Regions from separate parts of the Mus musculus genome. Here region 1 is linked to region 2. A link is a contact called in public HiChIP or PLAC-seq data. All regions are on one chromosome and are shown on one strand. Each heading gives the region's core, a stretch centred on a gene start, on an enhancer-like site or on the middle of the called end of the contact. The rest is flanking DNA. Distances are from core to core; before and after follow the strand shown.

Region 1 (6,115 bases), core at 3,395-5,894, 210 kb after region 2:
AAGACAGCTAGAGTAGAAAAGCAAAGGGGTGGCCAGGGCCGGCACCAGTAAGCACATGGGCTTTTCAGTCTCAGATGCCTTCGTTCTGATATAAAAGTCCTCTGTGCCATGAACAAGAGGGGAGAGAGACCTCCCGAGCGAGGCATCGCTCTTCTTTTTAAAAGAGCAATTATAATTTGGCTGGTTGGGTGGGAATTATAGTTGAAAAGGTCCCTTGTAGGTGTGCTGCACTTTGAAGACACATGTACACAGCACTGAAGAAGCAGTGACTGAACTGCAACCTCAAGAGGTCTTAGCAATGTGCACTGAAATGTTTGACAAAGCCAGACGTAGCAGCGCTCGAAAAGTGAGTATTACACAAGCACTTCCCATGTTCTTTATGTCTCCTGTGAAGTTCAACAGCTTCCCCTGCTCTCCAATAAGGATAAAGAGCACCAGGAGCTAAACCGAAGGATGCTAATGGGGACAGGCAGAGTTACCTATCCAACTCTAACCGGGCATCAAGGTGAAAGGGATGGATGGGCTGTTTCAGGCCGCTTCTCTCTCTTCCTTTCTCCATCCCTTTCCACATCTCTGTTCTGTAAGATAGCTGTGGCAATTAGAGAAGGCTGCATTTCTTCATCTGTGAAAGCTGCAGTCAGTTTGAGGAGATGGTACCATATATTCCTTCTCTTTCAAGTGCATGTGGTCTCGTTAGCCTACAAGAATCCCTCTCCATCTCTTGCATCTGTACTGGCCTCACTGCCTTCATTTGGAGACTGCCGTAAAGTCAAGCTATGTCACGTTGGGGAAAGTTTAAAAGCCTGGCAAATTCTGCTTTCCCTAACATATTCGAGGTTATATACGAGGTTCAGGTTAGAGCATCCAAGAGAGAATCATGGTGGAGGAATGGCCATAGGAGAAGCAGTGGGACTCTAGACATGATAAAATGTTGTTCTGGTATCTTTTAGTCCATCATAGCTGTAGCCAGGTAAGGAAGAGAGATCCAGTTAATATTACCTGGAGCAAAGCACAGCCTGATGAACCCTGTCCAAGTTCCTAACTCACAGACTGAAGGGAGTAACAGAACCCTCCCTGTGATATTCAATTTTGAAGCTGCCCCCTATGTATTGAGAGATGGTTGAACGTGGGCGGCTGTTGTATGAGAGAAACTTAAGTTCCATTCCTGTCTTGTCACTGACAAGTCATGTGGCCTTTGGCCATCTCCCTCTCCAGCCCTGGTGGAAACTCAACCCTCTGGAGGATGTATACTCAAATTCTGCTCCCAAGGCACTTAAAGTGGTAATGAGTTGGGACATGAAAGTGGACCATACAGTAGAGTGCACAAGTCTTATAATGAAACAAGAAACAGTGCTCTGGGAAGCTTGGCCCCAGCCTCTTGCAGCCTTCACGGAGTCATCTGTTGGTTGTGGTAACAAACCCAACCAGCATCTAGCCTAGGACTCAAGCTAGGGTCTGGTTGTAGCTAGTAGGTAGGGTATTGACAACCCAGAGTATACAAAGAACACCAGAAAAGAGAAGCTTCCTGGTTGAAATAAACTCTGTTTACGTGGGGTAATGGTTTATTAGATTAGCAGCCACATCAGTTAAAACACAACAGCCTTTAGGAACTTTATCTTATTCAGAAGCCTTTATTGCACTTAGTGCCTTGCTTTGGGAAAGCTGGGAGGGACACATTTTAGAGAAAAGAGCTGTGTGTGGCCTTCTGGTGTGAGGTACTGGGCAGCTGGAGAAGCGCTTGCAGCTCAAATGTCCACACTCTGCTACTCTGCCATGCTAGATGCTATCACTATCTGATAGAGACCATGGGCAGAACAAGGTTTGCAACTATGGGTTACCCTAGGTACTTGGCTGCTAAATTTAGAAGGATAAGAAACTACAATTTCTAAATTTTCGTTTTCATGTGGGGGCTCTGTTATAAGAGCTCTGTTATAATCTCAACACATACAGAATCCACACAAACATTGTGGAAAGGGCACATTTATTCATTCAAACCTTCATTTTCGGGGAAAGGTCATTAAGACTGAAGAGGACTGCTCTGGTTGAAGCAGGTGCAAAGGGCCAAGAATCTCTTATATTTGGCACTCTGAAATGCAGTTTCTCATCCCCAACGAGGTTGCTGAATGTGAAAAACATTCTGAAAGCCTTCAGCTATCACTCAGCTTATAAATAGAAATGGGATCACGTGGGAACAAAGGGTGGCTTGCCGCTTATTCTCATCATATTATATAATTGCAATTCTAAAACTGTCAGAAGCCACTTTAATCTCTATCTTAGTGTCTCAGGCTGTACACTCCCTGCAGCTAACAATACTCTCCACAAGGCAGCTTCAGTCACTCCCTTTCATTACACTGGCCTTCTGAATAAAAAAGAAATGCTTGCCCAATCACCCTGAGGTCATATGAAAACAACCACTTAATGGTCCTGAAAGGAACCGCTCACTGTGTTTACTCTTGCTTGCATCGTCTACTATCTGTAATAGGAAGGAATGTGGTGGGGTCATGATGGAATTCTGGAGTAGACATTCCTGGGTTCAAAACCCATTTTTCCCATTTTCTAGTTGAATAACTTTGACAAGTTCTTTAATTCTTCTTTACACCTCTGTCTGCCAGAAATGATGGAAGAAGGAGATGAGTATGCATGGAGATTCCTGCCAGGACATACACTCAATAAGTCAAGTCATATAGTTTTTCGGTTTTTAAAAACATAATTAAGTTAAAACAATGAAACTGGCTTAAAGAACAGAAATTTATGATTCACTGTCAGAAAATAGTAGTTTCTGGTTTCTAAACTTCATGTGGCAAAAGATCAATAAGGGACATCAGAATCCAGCATTGTCCTACGTTTAGAAGAGCAAATCCATATATAAGGCAAGAACTGGACACCCGAGGCTGGGCTACCTACAGACCACAGCAAACTGTATTTGGAAGCCTTATAGGTAAGAGTTAGAGGGCAGGGGATACTTTACTAGAAAAGAAAAAAAGCTAGCATCTAACTTTTTGGAGAGTGATATTAAATAAACTGGACAATGAGTGTCTTAGGGTTTTACTGCTGTGAACAGATAAAAAGGCAACTCTTACAAGGACAACAGTTAATTAGGGCTGGCTTGCAGGTTCAGAGGTTCAGTCCATTATCATCAAGGTGGGAGTGTGGCAGCATCCAGGCAGGCATGGTGCAGGAGGAGCTGAGAGTTCTACATCTTCATCTGAAGGCTGCTAGCAGAATACTGGCTTCCAGCAGCTAAGATCAGGGTCTTAAAGTCCACGCCCACAGTGACACCACACCTACTCCACCACGGAGAACACCTGCTAACAGTGCCACTCCATGGGCTGAGCGTATATAGACCCTCACAATGAGCTTTTCATGTATGGATCCATTTACTCTTCACAACAAACCTGTGTGGCAGATCCTCTCATTTACTGACAGATATTCCTGTCAGCCATATTCTCTGGGAGTATATGCTCCAGGTTAGGCAGCCAACCAAGAACCAGATCCCTTGGCTGCTCGCCCATGTCTTCCCTAGATGGACTCACATTCATGTTCTACGCTTTCCTAGCAAAGATTTAATGCACATTTACCAACTGTAATGGAGATACTAACTTCTAGTGGTTCACTAAACTATTTCCTTTCTAAAATGTTTAGAAATGGTTTATCATTGTAGTACATTTCAAATCCACTGCTTGTAAGGGTGAGGCAGGAAGATTGCTGGCAGTTGAAGATCAGCCTGCACTACATGGTGAGACCTTATTTAAAAGAAGAAAGGCATTTCTACAGGGGCATTAAGTTGGCTGAATATTATGCAATTTGGTTGTTTATAAAATACATCTTTCAGGTGTTAGTTATATACCTTCAGTACCTTTTTGATATTTTTTAAATAGTATAAGGTTTTATGATTTATTATTTACTTCCTTATCAACTTGATTAATAAATACATTCATTTACATTGTGTTAAGCCATGCAGAAAATACAATAACAGTTGAGATGTGGGCTCCTGGCCTCTATGAGTTTAGAGGAAGATACAGTCTGTACGTTCTTAAAGCCAAGAAAGGAGTAGGAAGCTCTGGAGAAGATGCAGGAGGATGCATGGAAATGAGAGCATGTTTTCTAGAATTCTGAAGGTACTGAAGGAGGAGGAATCAGAAGCAATGATAGAAAAGCATGTTCCAGGAAACAAGGATCCAGTCAACAAAGTTTTGTGTGTGTGTGTATGCAAGTGTCTGTGTGCATGTACAGGAGAGTGGCAGGTGAGCAAAGGAAAAACCAGTAATGAAGTCAAGTCAGAGAACTGAGAGGAGCAGGATCTTCAGATGGGCAGAAACCCCTCTCTCACATTCTTCCTTCCAGTAATGTGTGAGATGCTAGGGTCTGACACATAGTCTGCTGTTCCCACTGTCCCTAATGGAGACCATGTTTGAGGGTCACTTATGGACAAGAGTGACTGTCAGTTTTGCAGCAAAACAGGGCGAGAAGGGTCCTGGGGTGGGCTCTGCTCAGCTTCTAAGAGTGTCCTCAGATCACAAGATAAGCAGACATGGGAGCCAACACTGACAGCAGCAGCAGGAACCAGCCAAGAATAGCAGCTAGAGACAGGAAAGGCGCCCAGTCTTGCTTGAACAGATGGGTGAACAAGAAGTGGGAAGAACAGGAAACGGAAAGTCTTGATGAGAAGGAGGAAGGCTGCAGATGCTCTGAGGAAGCTGTGGTATACACAGGGTAAAACACACACACACTCGCGCACACACACTTGGTGTGAATGAAACCCAAGCCAGAGAAGCATATGGCAATAGCCCTGGAAGACAGCATCAGGAAAAATAGAACAAGAACACAATGACTACATATTACACTGCATTAAATGACAGGGTATGGGTGTGTGAAGCAGTTCAGCCGCTGTACTGGAGAACAAGCTGGAATATGAACGCTATAGCCCTAGCATTAGTGTATAAGAGGCCTGTCACATACAATAGTTAGGGCTTTAACGAGTCAGCAACTCTTTGAGCCCAAATATAAGATGGTAACACTATTTAGTATGGCCTGTAATTCTTAGGGGATTGGATTATTGGAGAGTCTTGATAAAGGACACAGTTTGGCCTAACAAGTGCTTTATAAATGTTACTTTTTTGTTGTTTTGTACTAGCAATGTACTCCTAGAACATTACCCCAGGGAACCATGTGCATACATAAAAGCAACTGAAGATATTAGTCAGGCATCCAAGGACAGCACATATACTCACGTGAACCCTGCATGTTTTTTAAAAATATTCTGTTGATGGACAATTCACAGACATACAACAGATGACTAACTGGAAAAATAAGATTGCAATGTATAAGTTTTTTTTTTTTTTTAAGTAGTCTTGACTTTGAAAAACATGGTGGGATTATACTTTTTTTTTTTCTGGATTTTCTACAAGGATATGGGGTTATATATTTACAAGAAAATAAGATTATTATGTGAACAACATACTAGGGAAGACATTTTTAAAAAGCAAAAGGGTTGGCTGGGGAAATGCCTCAAGCATAGAGACCCAGCTTTGGACCCCTGCATCAACTTCTCATCCAGCTGTAGCCATGTGTGATGCAATCCAGTGGTGACTATATGTGGACACTGATCTCTGGAGCTTGCTAGCCAACTAGTCTAGACAAACTGGTGTTTTGCTATGTATGTGCACACGTGTGCATGTGTGTGTGCATGCGTGTGTGCGTATGCGATTCTGTGCGTGCATGTACAGGAGAGTGGCAGGCGAGCAAAGGCGGAACAAATTATGAAGTCAACTCAGAGAACTTGGAGAAGCAGGTCCTTCAGATGGGCAAAAGGCCCTCCCTTCCATTCCTTTCTAGTCAAGAAGCTGTGGTTCAGCAAGAAACCCTGCCTCAAACAATAAGGTGAATGAGGTGGAGAGTGAGTGAGGAGGACACCTGACTTCAATCTCTAGCATCCCTAAGCATGTTACACATATGTACATACAAACATATAACCTTGTAGTGGTGAGTTTTATGCTACACCGGTTTGTGCTCCTGGTGGGTGGCATGCATGCATCCACTCAGGGGCTATCTGGATTTGCAAATGGAAAACACACACACACACACACACACACACACACACACACACACACACACA
Region 2 (6,636 bases), core at 1,106-3,605:
AAAAATTGGCTCTGCAGTTTTTGTTACACTTAAATTGATTCAAGAAAAATCTGGTGTTCAAAATTTAGCACCTTGATTGAGTTTGTGATACAAATGGTAAGCCAAACCTGTTTTAACTGGATGGTAGTCAGTCCCTCCCCAGCATTAAAATAGCTCCGAATTTTCATAAAGGCAGTTTCAATCTTTGAAATCCCTGTATGCTTTTCTAGTTGGACAGAACTTCTGATAAATCGTGTGTATCTTTACTTCTCATGAAAGATAAGAATTTGATATCATATCGAAGACCTCATAACCTATCCTTTGTAGTTATTGAGAAAGCCTCTTGCTTTATATGCTCAAATTTATATGTCTTTATATGTCTCCTATGCTTTATATGTCTCCTATGCTCAAATGGTGGTGTCAGAAACGTCTGTAAGGACCCACTAAGTGAATCTTTTGGATGTACTTTTGTTCACGCTAAGTATTGCAATTGGCTCTCGGCATGAGATGTTCCATGTGTAAATGGGTGCAAAATCATTTCCTAACTCACCACAATTACGATGAAAAATAGTCATTTTCAAAACAAAATGAAAAAAAAAAAAACCAAAACCTCTTTTTGAGACAGCTAAATATGTGACCTCCAAAGGAAGTAGCCAGGCACAACAAGGCTCAATAGAACAGGGCGCTGATCTCTTATCCTCCTTGAAGGCATCAGCAGCACTTTGGACAAAGAAAACAACTTGTGGAGGCAACATTTTGTGTATTAAACCCTGACTTCCTTATAGCCACGTAAAAGTGAAAAGATACCGGCAAGAACTATAAACATCCTATAATATTCAAATGTTGAAACATTTTTTTCTAAGAATGAATTAAAAGACCATTAAGTGTAATTAAATATCTTAAGTGATTAAATAAGATCTCCTCCTTGCATCCCACCAACCAAGAGTGATGAAACTTAGGGATTCTAAGGTGGGATTCTTGGCCCTTTGTCTCCTGCTGGCAAGACAAGGCAGACCTCAGTGCATAACAGTTGCTTCCTATGCCCCAGTAACTGGAAATGGGACAGATGACCTGGCAGTGAGGAGTGGGCTGACAAGGGTCAGCCAGCTGAGAAGGGAATAGGGCAGAAGCCTGAAGACCAGGGGGCACAGGTGATGGCCTGCACTGACCAGCCTGTCTCTGTTTCCTCTTACAGCAGGTCTTTAACACAGTGCTTGGCCTCAGTACCTCATGTCAGTATCATTTCATATACAGGGATTCTGACCGATTGGACTCTGTGCTGCTATGATTGTTAGTGTCCTATCGTCTTGAACTGTTCAGTTTTCTTCATTCCCCTTTCTCTGTCTTCCACAGACTGGTCAGTGGACTTTGTCTCTGAAGTTTTCTGAGTCTTCTAATGGCCCAGATCTGCTTTTGAATCCTAGTGAGACCTTCCCTGTTGTGATTTTAAAATGCCAGAATTTTTTTGTTTGGTTCCTTTAAATCTTTTTTTTTTATTCATAGTCTTTAGTTGACGATACATTACTCTGGCTTAGAACTCACTATATAGTTCATGGTGGCCTATATTTGTGGTGATCCTTCGGTTTCGGCCTCCATCTTGCTGGGACTGTACTTATTGAGGGAGACTGCCCCACCCCCACACAGCGGGTGGTCCTTTGTGGACCCCAGGTTAGGCACAAACCACACCCAGACCCCTGTTTCCACAGAGAGATCTTCAAGTGGCTGCTTTCGACTCAGGGCCTTGCAGGTGTAATTATTAAGAAGAGAAAGGGGAGTGTGGGTTGGAACGGGCTCCAATGCAGAAGGGGGCTTTTGATTCCTTGACTTCAGTACTTTAATAGCTGGACCTTGGTAGCCTCAGGAGGAGGAAGTGGCCAAATAAGGGAATAGACCTTGGTGACTAGCTTTCTAAATGTAATCTTAACAGTATTTTTTAGCAAGGTCGAAAAATAGGGGAGAGGGGAAAGGTCTGGCAGAACCATGTTTGTCAGCCCAGGACTGACTGGCTGGAGTCTCTTTACATGGGAACTGCTATGCTCAGCTTACTTCCTTCTGTCCTATAACATTCATTCGTCTCAGCTCTTTTGAGCATATTTAAAAGAGTTGAAGGATCTGTTTACCAAGTCCTAAAGTGGGCTTTCTCAAATACACACACACACACACACACACACACACACACACACACACACACACACTTTTTTTTTAATCAGCTGCCTCTTTTACTGGATATGGCATGCAATTTAAAGCTTTAAATTTAAGTATTTTGATGTCGAAATTCTGTACATCAGATTTCTTCCACGCCTCAGGTATGTGGCTGCTTTTGTTTGGTGATTTTTGTTGTGCTAGTTCTTGTACTGTTTTCTGCCTATGGCTGTGGAATCTGTGGTCTGCAATTTCCTTCAAACACACAGCTCTCAGTCTTTGCATTTGGACTCTGTGTTGGATGCTATTTACTTCCTGTTTGTAAAGTGCCTCAAGGCGCATTAGAGGTAAGTTGAAGGTTTTCTGGAATCTCTACTGGGCCCATAGTCAGCCCCAGGGTGATAACTTCCTTACAACCTAAAGCCAAGTTATTTGTCTGTCAGGCAGGGGCATGGAAAATAGGTTTCCCCCAGCTGTTTACAGTGGTGGCACAGTGGGTACTTTGCCAGCATTGATTAATTGGAGGTAGTTTTTAGAAGTAACTTTATAATCATGAAAGCAAGGGTTTTTATTGACTAGTAGAATACACCTCTAAGGAAGAAATTCAGATTTTATTCAATTATATTTTATTTGCATGGGATTTACATTTATAGAATATGAGTTTTAAATTATTAAATATGAAACCTAGGTCAAGGTTAACAGATGGCCATGTTAGTTTCTCTAATCATTTTTGTACACATTCTTAACTGGTTTCAGTTGTAAATGGGAGCTTTATTGTTCGATTTCTTTATCACTCCTATTCAGTGTGTTTTTAAAATTGAGATACAATTGACAAGCTATAAAACTGACCCTTTAAAAGCACACAATTAATTATGCTTTTTATCATGTTCACAGTTGATAACCATTACCACTGTTGAATTCCAGAACATCATGTTCTGTAAAACAAACAACTCAATTGACCGTCTTCCTAGTCCCTGGCAACCACGAACACACTCTGTCTCTCTGAATTTGTCTTTTCTGCACATGTAAAATAAATGAGACTGACTTCTTTCATTTTTGCCCAGTGTTTTAATAATTTATCCTGTGTCAGTTTGCTTCTTTTTTTATAGTTGAATAACTATAGCCATTGTATGGGTATACCATCATTTATTCAGTTATTAGCCAAAGGACTTTCAGATTATCTCTATCTTTTGACTGTCATAAGCAAGGTTATTAATAACAGTACACAAATTTTTGTATGGACATATATTTTTATTTCACCATAATTCCTAGAAATCGTACTGACAGGTTATATGGTAGCTCTAATATTTTAAATATATACTGATTTTTTAAAATACATTTTTAGTTGAGATAGACATTTGTCACTTTCACCTACCCTTTCCTCCCCTCAGCTCCTGTAAGTTCCCTTCCCTCTACTCGCTCCTCTCCACCATCTCAAGTTGATAGACTCATTGCCTTTGATTATTATTTTTACATTCATATATATGTGTATGTATGCAAACATATATGAATGCCACCTGCTGAGTCCATTTTATTAGTTTCTGTGTATATAGTTTCAGAGCTGACTCCTCAGAATTGGATGACCAATCAGGGGCTCATTCCAGGGAGCGGCTAACTCTCCTCCTTCCACCAGCCTTTAGTTGCCTGTACCTTTGTGTCTAGGAGAAGGACCCCATGAGATTCTCCTGCTACCACCGAGGTATGTCTGTTGATTCAGGAAGACTGTTTCATAGCAGACATGTATTTTGGCTTTTACAGTCTTACTGATCCTCCCTCTGAGATATTCCTTAAGCCATAGATTCAGAAACTGTGATAATAGTTGTGTCTGTTGGTGCTTGGCGCCCCACAACCTGTTGACTTCTGCATTGTGTCCAGTGGTGCTTTGTGTGATGGTCTCCATCTGCTGTGAAGAGAGGCTTCCTTGATTAGCTACACTTACATCTGAGAATTAGTAGGGTTCCACTTTAATTCCTAGAAATGATATTGACAGGTTAGATAGTAGACCTGCCATGTTGTTCTTTAAAGCGGCAAACTTAGCTTTCATGGTGACTGTTTCAAATTAGTGAAGCCAGGGGTTCACTAACCCTTTATACATAAACACTAATAACACAATTTGCAAGGGAAATGTTGCATGAGAACAGTTGAAATTACTTTCTTTTGGAAACTCTCCAGGTCTCCTTTACCATCTTGCTTCTCAGAAGTCAGTCATTTGCTGAATCTTCACCTTAGCTCTGTTCCTTCTGTTTATTCAGCCTTAAAGTGCTCTGGATTTAACAAAACCGGCCCATTGTTCACAATTACGCTCTCTAGAACAGAAAGATACCAAGGGTTGCTTTGCTCCTTTTTAGTAGCATCACTTTGGGGAATAGCCACCTTTCTTGAAAACCCCTCGATTCATTTCTCTGTGACATAGGATTATTTGTACCTCCGTCTAGGTGTTTCTGAGGGTGTTATCATGGGGTCATGTCCTCGCTCTGGATATTATATTATTGCTGTATAGGGTATTGATAACAAATTGTTTTAAAGGATAAAATGCAATGTATTTTAACTAGCAATCAAAATTTTACTCTAAGAAATGAAACCATTTATAATAAAACTTTTTAAGGTGAAGGAAAGACAGGCATGCCTGAAAAAAAAAAGCAATTGGAATTCTAACAGAACCCACGTGTGTAAGGGTTTCACATTTATATGTGTCTGTGTTCCATGTGTGTTCCTGCAAAGGCCAGAAGAGGGTGTCAAATCTGCTGGAACGAGAGTTGCAGATGGTTGTAAGCTGCCATGTATACGCTGACGGTTGAATCTGGCTTCGGGAGGAGCAGCCAATGTTCTTGACGGCTGAAACATTGTTCCAGCCCTTGAAAATGCTCTTTCATAGCTTTTATTTATGTTTTATGTGTATTAAAATCAAAGAATTTTGTATTTTTCTTTCGTAACGCAAATTAAGTTTAAGCAGAGACCTTGTAAAAGGGTAAAGTAGACTGTCACACACAGTCATCCGTCCTGCTCGCGCTCAGGCTGTCTCCTCAGTCAGAACCGAGCAAACCTTGCCAGAATGTTTGGAAAACATTTTATTGCACAATATGGTGTCAACTGTCACATTTCCCTTTAATTTTGCTTATCTTTTTTATAAAAGTTATGGTCAAATAAAGTTAGTTTTTTTTTCTAGTAATATTTTTCATGAGCCAATGTTCCTAATACATTGCACATGAAATAGTGGCAACAAAATGCAAAAATTAAACACAAACACATGTACAAACAAATGAAGACAGAAATGGAAATAGCCAAAAAAGTTGCTTGAAAGTCTGATCCAGTACTTTCTGTTAGTTAAAAAGGAGCACGTGTTTGCACTCTGTTCTAAATAAGCTGTCCTGTTACCTCATCTGGAACATCTTTGCCGGGTTTCTAGCTTCAGAAGCGTTGGAGCTTGAGGTGTGGGATTGAGGGTAAGGATCACAGTTGGCCTGGTGTAAAGTTTACAACCTTTTGCTAGAAGGATCTAGCTCCACAAGTTCCTGAAGAATGGTGACTTTTATTGAACTTCCAGACATCCCGTGTTCCAGAATGAATCAGTTTCTGGATTTTTTTGGACTTCTTTTAAAATTTGGGGAATTGGAGCTTCCTTTGCACCAAGACATGTGAGCATCCCAGGGACAAACAGGCAAGGACAGAATCCTGCCAATGTCAGTGTTTAAGACTACACACAAGAGAAGTACTCGGCAAGGCAGAGAGGAGGGAGGCAAGCAAGGGAAGAAGCAAGCTGTAGCTGAGCCTGGGCTTCAGGACTGAGGTTTGAATACCACCTGCCGTTCTCCAGCCAGTGTGCGTCTGCACACAGCGTCAGCTTAAGAAACTTAGCTGACATCTCTGACATATAGAATACCATGTTGGCATGCGGGTGCTCAGTAGCTACTGAGTGCTGTTCTGACTGACAGATAGCGTAAGGACTCAGAAATACTCTTGGCATTTAGGATGTTGATAGAGATAGTGGATGGCTTTGGCAAAAATCACATTTCAGTAGAATAGTTTGAAGAGAGAGAGTAGAGGCTCTGAGTTAAAAGTTGTTGCTCTAGAAGGTGGAGTTTGAATGCGGGCGGGGTTGAAGGAAAAAGACTGGAGAAGCTTGGGACTGGCAGGGTGCTGTGGTGAAGGGAAGGGCAGATGGAGGAGGTGAAGCTGAGCGAAGAGAGGATGGCTAGGAAAATGAACTTAGAAAAGCAGATATGTGGACTTGGCACTTAGGGGCCTGCTCTGTACTTGGGCTTCCTCAGAGAGTGTAAAAACTACTGGTGTTGATTCTTGAAAATCAAGGTTGAGTAGAACACACACCTTTCCATAAAGACCTGAAGGATAGGAAGAGAGAGGACATCTGAGTCCATCTCCTGTGAGGACAGTCAAGAGTCAGTGTGCCTTCACAAAGTCATCTAACAACCTTGGAGTCACTCCGGAATACAGACTCACTTCGCAGTCATTCTTAGCTCTGATTAAAAGTTTTTAAAGGAGTTTGTAGCTCAGCCT

What was found. HiChIP or PLAC-seq counts read pairs in DNA pulled down with a chosen protein or histone mark.
Region 1: a contact with region 2 is called in an H3K27ac HiChIP or PLAC-seq map of microglia, with 4 times the contacts expected there. The contact joins two enhancer-like sites. A contact is called at or near these places in 1 of 15 datasets of contacts at CTCF or cohesin (pro-B cells), 2 of 484 Hi-C or Micro-C datasets (granulosa cells and nephron progenitors) and 1 of 115 datasets of contacts at active chromatin or transcription factors (microglia).

The regions. Positions count from the first base shown.
Region 1 is chr17:50,758,972-50,765,086 of GRCm38.p6, forward strand. The region is part of intron 18 of Tbc1d5 (TBC1 domain family, member 5); the gene reads right to left. Among named protein-coding and RNA genes, the nearest start is that of Gm41598, 29 kb to the right of the region's middle. Within about 2 kb of position 4,645, at least 73 of the 459 cell types and tissues checked have an H3K27ac peak or open chromatin away from gene starts, as enhancers often do. A contact at or near this core is called in microglia, where this site is marked.
Region 2 is chr17:50,552,901-50,559,536 of GRCm38.p6, forward strand. The region is part of intron 1 of Plcl2 (phospholipase C-like 2); the gene reads left to right. Among named protein-coding and RNA genes, the nearest start is that of Plcl2, 47 kb to the left of the region's middle. Within about 2 kb of position 2,356, at least 9 of the 459 cell types and tissues checked have an H3K27ac peak or open chromatin away from gene starts, as enhancers often do. A contact at or near this core is called in microglia, where this site is marked.